Regions from separate parts of the Danio rerio genome. Here region 1 is linked to region 2. A link is a contact called in public Hi-C data. All regions are on one chromosome and are shown on one strand. Each heading gives the region's core, a stretch centred on a gene start, on an enhancer-like site or on the middle of the called end of the contact. The rest is flanking DNA. Distances are from core to core; before and after follow the strand shown.

The links. Hi-C and Micro-C count contacts between places; a contact is called where the count stands out from the background.
Region 1: a Hi-C map of embryo shows a contact between it and region 2, with 4 times the contacts expected there. The contact joins two enhancer-like sites. A contact is called at or near these places in 7 of 18 Hi-C or Micro-C datasets (caudal fin, embryo, hematopoietic stem cells and 1 more) and 1 of 4 datasets of contacts at active chromatin or transcription factors (caudal fin).

What each region holds. Positions count from the first base shown.
Region 1 is chr12:23,960,596-23,963,733 of GRCz12tu, reverse strand. No RefSeq gene overlaps it. Among named protein-coding and RNA genes, the nearest start is that of ormdl3, 15 kb to the left of the region's middle. Within about 2 kb of position 1,578, at least 3 of the 62 cell types and tissues checked have an H3K27ac peak or open chromatin away from gene starts, as enhancers often do.
Region 2 is chr12:23,532,316-23,535,499 of GRCz12tu, reverse strand. No RefSeq gene overlaps it. Among named protein-coding and RNA genes, the nearest start is that of pkd1b, 82 kb to the right of the region's middle. Within about 2 kb of position 1,614, at least 20 of the 62 cell types and tissues checked have an H3K27ac peak or open chromatin away from gene starts, as enhancers often do.

The DNA of each region.
Region 1 (3,138 bases), core at 329-2,828, 430 kb before region 2:
ATAAAGCAATGTTTTCTAGTTATTTAAATATTGTTAAATACATTAAGAAATAACCCTTGGCAACCATATTTACCTTTGGCTCACTTCATAAGTAAAAGTTTGGGCACCCTATATAAATATATACATTGTCAAAATGTTTAATCTGACTCGAAGAACAATTAGTTTGCAACAAAAAACTGTAAGAACCACTTTGCCTGCCAATGTCTTCTCTTCTCTTGCCAGGTTATTCATTTATTACAGCAGTACAATGCTTGTATGTTGAGCTAATGAATCTAATGGCAATACACCAACTTGATGAGGAAGAAAATACCTTGGCGAACAAAGTCCTTTTTACACATGGAATGTTTTCACTCTTTTTGGTTTTTTGTCTGTATTTTAACTTGGGACCATTACTGTTTATGGAGAAGGCTTTTGCATTTCATGTAAAATAACTGCATTTGTTTACCGAAGATGATCAAAGGTCTCAAGGGATTGGAACATGAGAGTAATTCATTTTTGGGTGGACTAATCCTTTAATGTTGACCTGTGACTAGCAATAAATTAGACAACCCGGAATCGGACATTTAACAAACAAACAAATTGCAGTTGCAATTCTAATAACTGAAAATATTGATTCATTTTTGCGATATTCTCTAGCATATATCTTGCAATTCTTACTTTCGTCCTCAGAATCGTGGTCTTATATCTCTTAAGTTTATATCTTAATTTATATCTCATAAGCCAAAAAGTTAAAATAAAAAATAGAAATAATTCGCCAGATGTCTGAGATGACCTACAAACACAACTGTGAAAAAGTCAATTCTGAACATTTGGGATACAAATTATCCAGCATGTCCCTTAAGTTAAAACAACATCAAAAAACACACAAATCGATTTGATGTCAATTCTGGCATCCAGACATTGATACCCTTTACACCCCCCAAACCAAGGACAAAAAGTATTATAATATAACAAAGGTTTTATTCATCTGATAGCTTCCATTCCAAATTTACCCTGGAGGTTGTTAACCTACAAGTAAACTACCTTGATGTGTGATGCATCTAAAAACACTGTCCTGTAGATCATTTTGAGGGACGTAAACAAAAACAATAGTCCTAACGTGTTTCCTGTTTTACATTTTCACTTCTATAGTTTCCGAGAATCCAAAAAGAGCCACATATTGATGAAAAATGTTATTATAGCTGTCTTACCATGAAGTTATGATTGAATTGCCTCTTGTTACAGTTATGCATTAGTTTGATAACATGCAGGAAATGTTCATGGGCCAACGTCATGACCACATTGAAATGATCTATAATTGGTTTCTGATGTAATTTGACGCCAGTGTTAGATGTCAATTGTACGTCATTTTGACATCAGAGTAGTCAATTGACATCAAATCGATTCACATTTTTGACATTATCTTGACGTCAAGGTGCCCGCTGGATCTGAATTATGTCAAAAAATCTGAATCACCATAGACTGCATGGACACTATCAAGAAAGCACCATGGCAGTATTTGAGTGTGTAACGTGATCTATGTGCTTTTTAAACATTGACTGGGAGAGAGAGTGGCTCAGGATGGGCGAGAGTGAGGCGTCATGTGTCAGTCTCAGTTCTCCATTACTAACTCAAGCCTGTGTAAACTGTCTGTCTCCTGTCAGCGCCACTCTTCCCTCACTTTCCTTCCTCATACACACGCTTTACTGAGCTTTACCTGCTGGTTTTGTACTACACTCCGCTGTCCACTTTTTTAGGTTTAAATTTGTATGCTGTTGTTTTGTGTTTGTTGTGTTTTCAATTTTATTAGCATAAAGGGCTATTGGGAATAGGACCAAGTCTGACTGTCTGATATATCATAGTCGTTGGGAGGTTGAATGTTGAGTAAACATTAAGGAATCTTGTTTCTATACAGAGAGGGATAAATCAGTCTATTGAAGTATTTATAGGCATGCATGTCTTTCAAAAGTGTAGTTGGTAAGATTGTCATTGTTGTTTTTTAAGTTTCTTATGCTCACTAAGACTGCATTATTTAATCAGATTTACTAAAAAAAAGTGTTAAATATTATTATTCAAATAATTGTTATATAAATATATTTTCAGATGTAATTTATTCCTGTGATGAAAAAGCAGACGTTTAAACAACATTACTCCAGTTTTAAGTGTCGCATGATCATTCAAAACATTGGATTTTGACATTGTCAATGTTGAAAGCAGTTTAGTATTTTAATATTGGATAAAAGCAGCGTTGAAATATTTTTATAATAATGTAAAGTTTTTGTTCTGATCAACTCAATGCCTCCTTTATTACAATTTATTTTTAATATAAAATAAATCTCTTGAATGGTACCTTAGAAGCGGTAGTTCTGTCTAACATGTTAACATCATTTGTGATTACACTAGTGATGGTCTTTTGCTAAAGTTAAACTGAAGGTTTGATTCAAATATGGGCTGGAATGCTTTTATCCATCTGTTTGTGTAATGTTAGAAATAAAAAATGAATTTAAAAGGAAAAAGTCTGATGTCTTGTTTTTCTTCTGAAATATCAAGATTAGTTGCAGAATAGTTGGCCGCTAGGTGTCAGTGCAGACCCTGTAATAAACTGACAGGTTAGTGCAGATAAGATGGCCTTGAATCTAGTTTATTTACTGATAACTATTCAGTGCCTATTGTAGTTGTCTTGGAGATTGAGGTATTGATAACAAAAATATGCTCTTCCGTTTCCAGAAGGATATTCTATTGAAAGTTTTCATTAAGAACGAACCATTGACTGTTGCCCCATTGATAATATAAATATAATTATCTGATTTTATGCTGCATTTGATAACTTGATTTTGAAGGCAATTGCGTCATATTGGTCTATAAATGTAATGAAATCATCGTTGATTATAAACTATTTTTATTGGTATACATGTGCATTGTTTGAACAAAAATACAATGTGGTTATTTACTTATTTATTTTTGTTTGTTATGTCCAGAATCTAAATGTTTGATTTACTTATGTGATATTTTAAAAATTATTTGATTGCTTTGGTCTTTAAAATGCATTCAAACAGTTATTGTTTGACTTAAAAAAAATCCTGAAAAAAGTATATGTTTATTTTATTTTTGTAAAGCTTTCAGATAAATCGTTCAATTTATGTTCCACACAAGCATAAA
Region 2 (3,184 bases), core at 365-2,864:
AAATATGCCTTTCGTCCGCATATCTCAGTCATGTGAACTTATAAATGAAGTATTTGTTTGGCAGCTGACTGGACACAGCTTGATTCCCTTTGTGGGTGGAAGCTGTTGTGCAGGCAGTGACCTCACGAAGGCAACCTCCTGTCCAGCCAATCACCATCTGAATCTGTAAACTGAGGCCCCGCCCCTCAACCTGCAACTTTGCTGAACTTAAATTTTTCTCTCATTCTTTCTTCCATATTCTCCACATATTCCATTTCAGCACGATTTTCCAATTAGCAGCAGGCAAGTATTCCATAAGTTGTGTAAATATTCACAAAATATATAATATTAATGCGTCGATTCATTTCGACTTAGGTCTTATGTGTAAAGAAAACGTAAATTTAATTGTAATTGAGGTTCAATTACTTTTATTGCAGTTCATTTACAGTAAATAAGTGTGAACAAGTGGAGTGAAAGTTTTTAGTGGCCTGTTTTTGGCACACACTGTAATATAAACGCACCATGGACCAAAGACAAATAAACAAATCAAAAACAAGAAAAGAAAATAACTCATAGGATACATCCATAAAAATAAACTGAATACTCAAGAATGCCTGATTTTTGCTAATCTCCTTGCAGCACACAGTTTGTTTTGGGTTTTGTTACAGTAGGATCTGTCACAAAATATACATCATAATTGTTTTCTTTGGTGTATATCTTTAGGTCAATTAGTAATGAATAGTGGATCCAAAACCACTAAGACCACTCAGCAAAAAAGAAAGAACAAGCTAAAAGAACTGAACTACAAAAATGAACCGAACCATTTCTAAAAAATTGTATACATTAAATCTTTTAAAATATTTTTTTTGTTCTTGGTTTTTCAGCCATCACTTATCTCGTTTAAAGATTTAAGAGATCTAAATATCTTATAAAATAGATTTTTTACTAATGTATGTCCACATTTGTTTTTTAAAAAAGTTTCAAACATCCACTATTATGTGTACTTAAACTCATGCCATTGGTCGAGATATTGTTGCTATGTGCGACCATTCAGCCCTCTGCATCATTGATTTGTTTGGTCCTGTGCTGGTGTTTTTATACACGTACACACACGTACACACGTACACACGTACACACACACACACACACACACACACACACACACACACACAGAGAGAAAGAGTTTTCTCTTTATTTAAGAGACGTTTCACAAGTTTAAACAAACAATAGCTTGCGTATGTTGAGCATTTTAGTCAAACAAGTAACTCCATCCAGAGAAACAGAGCCGTTCCAATTGCTACGTTATTACTGTTATTATTTTCTTTTATATTCCGTTTACATTTTTTAATCATTTATAATTCATGTATGTATTTACAGTATGTATTCATAATACATAGTTTATGAACCTACCAAAGTTTAAAGGTTTACTCAATATGTTCTTCTTTTATTTAATCGCAAAAAAAATCTAATACAATCTGTCATAAAAAGTACAAACCATTCTACAATGATTATATTCTGGACGTCCTGTTTGGCTTAAAACATACACCAATATCTCTGACCCAGCTTTTGCGCTGCCTTGCTTGTAACCTAGAGAAAGTGAGTGTGACACATCCTCATTCTGTCTGTCTGTGTGTCTGTCTGTTTGTCTCCCTCCTCTCTCCCTCCCACACACACGTGTTTATAACTGCACACGTATAAACCCATTATGTAAGTCTCTCTCTCTCTCTCCCTCTCTCTCTCTCTCTCTCTCTCTCTCTCTCTCTCTCCACACATTTCCTCAGCTTCACTAGTGAGGGTCAAGTGAGGACACGCAGAGCGCAAGAGCAAGACTGAAAGAGGGAAAACGGGCCTCAAAATGCTTCCACCTTCTAATTTCCTCTACACTGCAAAAGTACTTTGTTTATCTGTAATTTTATCTTGTTTTCCCTTTTAAAAAATCAAATCAAATTAAATGTACTTCATACAAATAGCTAAATTAGATAAGATATGCAAGAATATCTTTTGAGGTTTATGGCTTTTCAGTAAGATTGTTGGTATTAGGAACTTTTTTATGACTGGAAAACAATACAAAAGTACTAATTTTAACAAGTAAAGGAAATGTGTACTCAAATGAACTTTAAAGTAGCTACAGAATGACAACCTGCATATATCTAGGCATAGCTGAAAGTTTAGTACATGGTAATGACATAGTGTGAGCCTCAAACACCCTTGTTTACTCATTTTCAAGTAAATCCCATGAGAAAATCATGGTGAAAAACAGGCCAATCGGAAACAAAACACTGACTCTGATGAACCACATGGGGTTGTTAATATGCAAGCCCCAGGCTGTGTTTGACTGACAATGTTTCCTGAGTTTGAATTAATTTTCTAAGCTATATTTAAGCTTATGTATCTAAGCTTGCATTATACTAAAGGCTGATTTATACTACTGCATCAAGTGCACGGGTATGGTTCAGCACAGCCTTTGTGTGGTTGTTTAGCCCTCAATGACTGATGCTGACACACACCTCTTAAAAAAAATTGATCTCCATTGCAAGCTCCATGATTGGTCGGCTTGGTACCAGTTCCAAGTGTGGGCGGTGCTGAGCAGCGTTGCCAGACATACTTTTGTAAAGTTAATTTTATTGTAATCTTAGGGCTTACTGAAGTTTTCTATCTCATCTTACATTAAATATTCTCAGTCAATCAACGCGCAGAATGGCATTCTCTCTCAAATTACATACGGCGTACGGTAGTGCTTAGGACAATAGTTTTCAGGTTGAAATCAATCGTTTAACAATAAAGTAAAAAAAAATTGTGCTGAAATGGAAGGTGAGAAGGACACAGGAGTTTGCATTTGGTGTTCTCATTTTTCCCCATTCAAATCCATCATGTGAATGTGTTTTTTCCAAAGTTAATCTTATCAAAACAAAACCACGAAAGTGGCTTATTACAGATACTCTAAATGGGCTCGTGTACACCTCAGAGTTTGTTATAAGTTTGTGAGGGTGCACTGCTTTCAGGCTTACCAGCACTCAATTCAATATGTATCGCAAAATTAATCCCTCAACATTTGGCAACACGCAGATATCCAATGACAGCGACTTGGAGGTGGAGTTTGAAACTTCCCACTAAGGTATGCCTAGTTATTTGTTTGTTTGTTTGTTTGTTTGTTTGTTTCACAGAGTTTCATAAGACCCTACTGCCAGCTAGTGTTTCGAAAGTG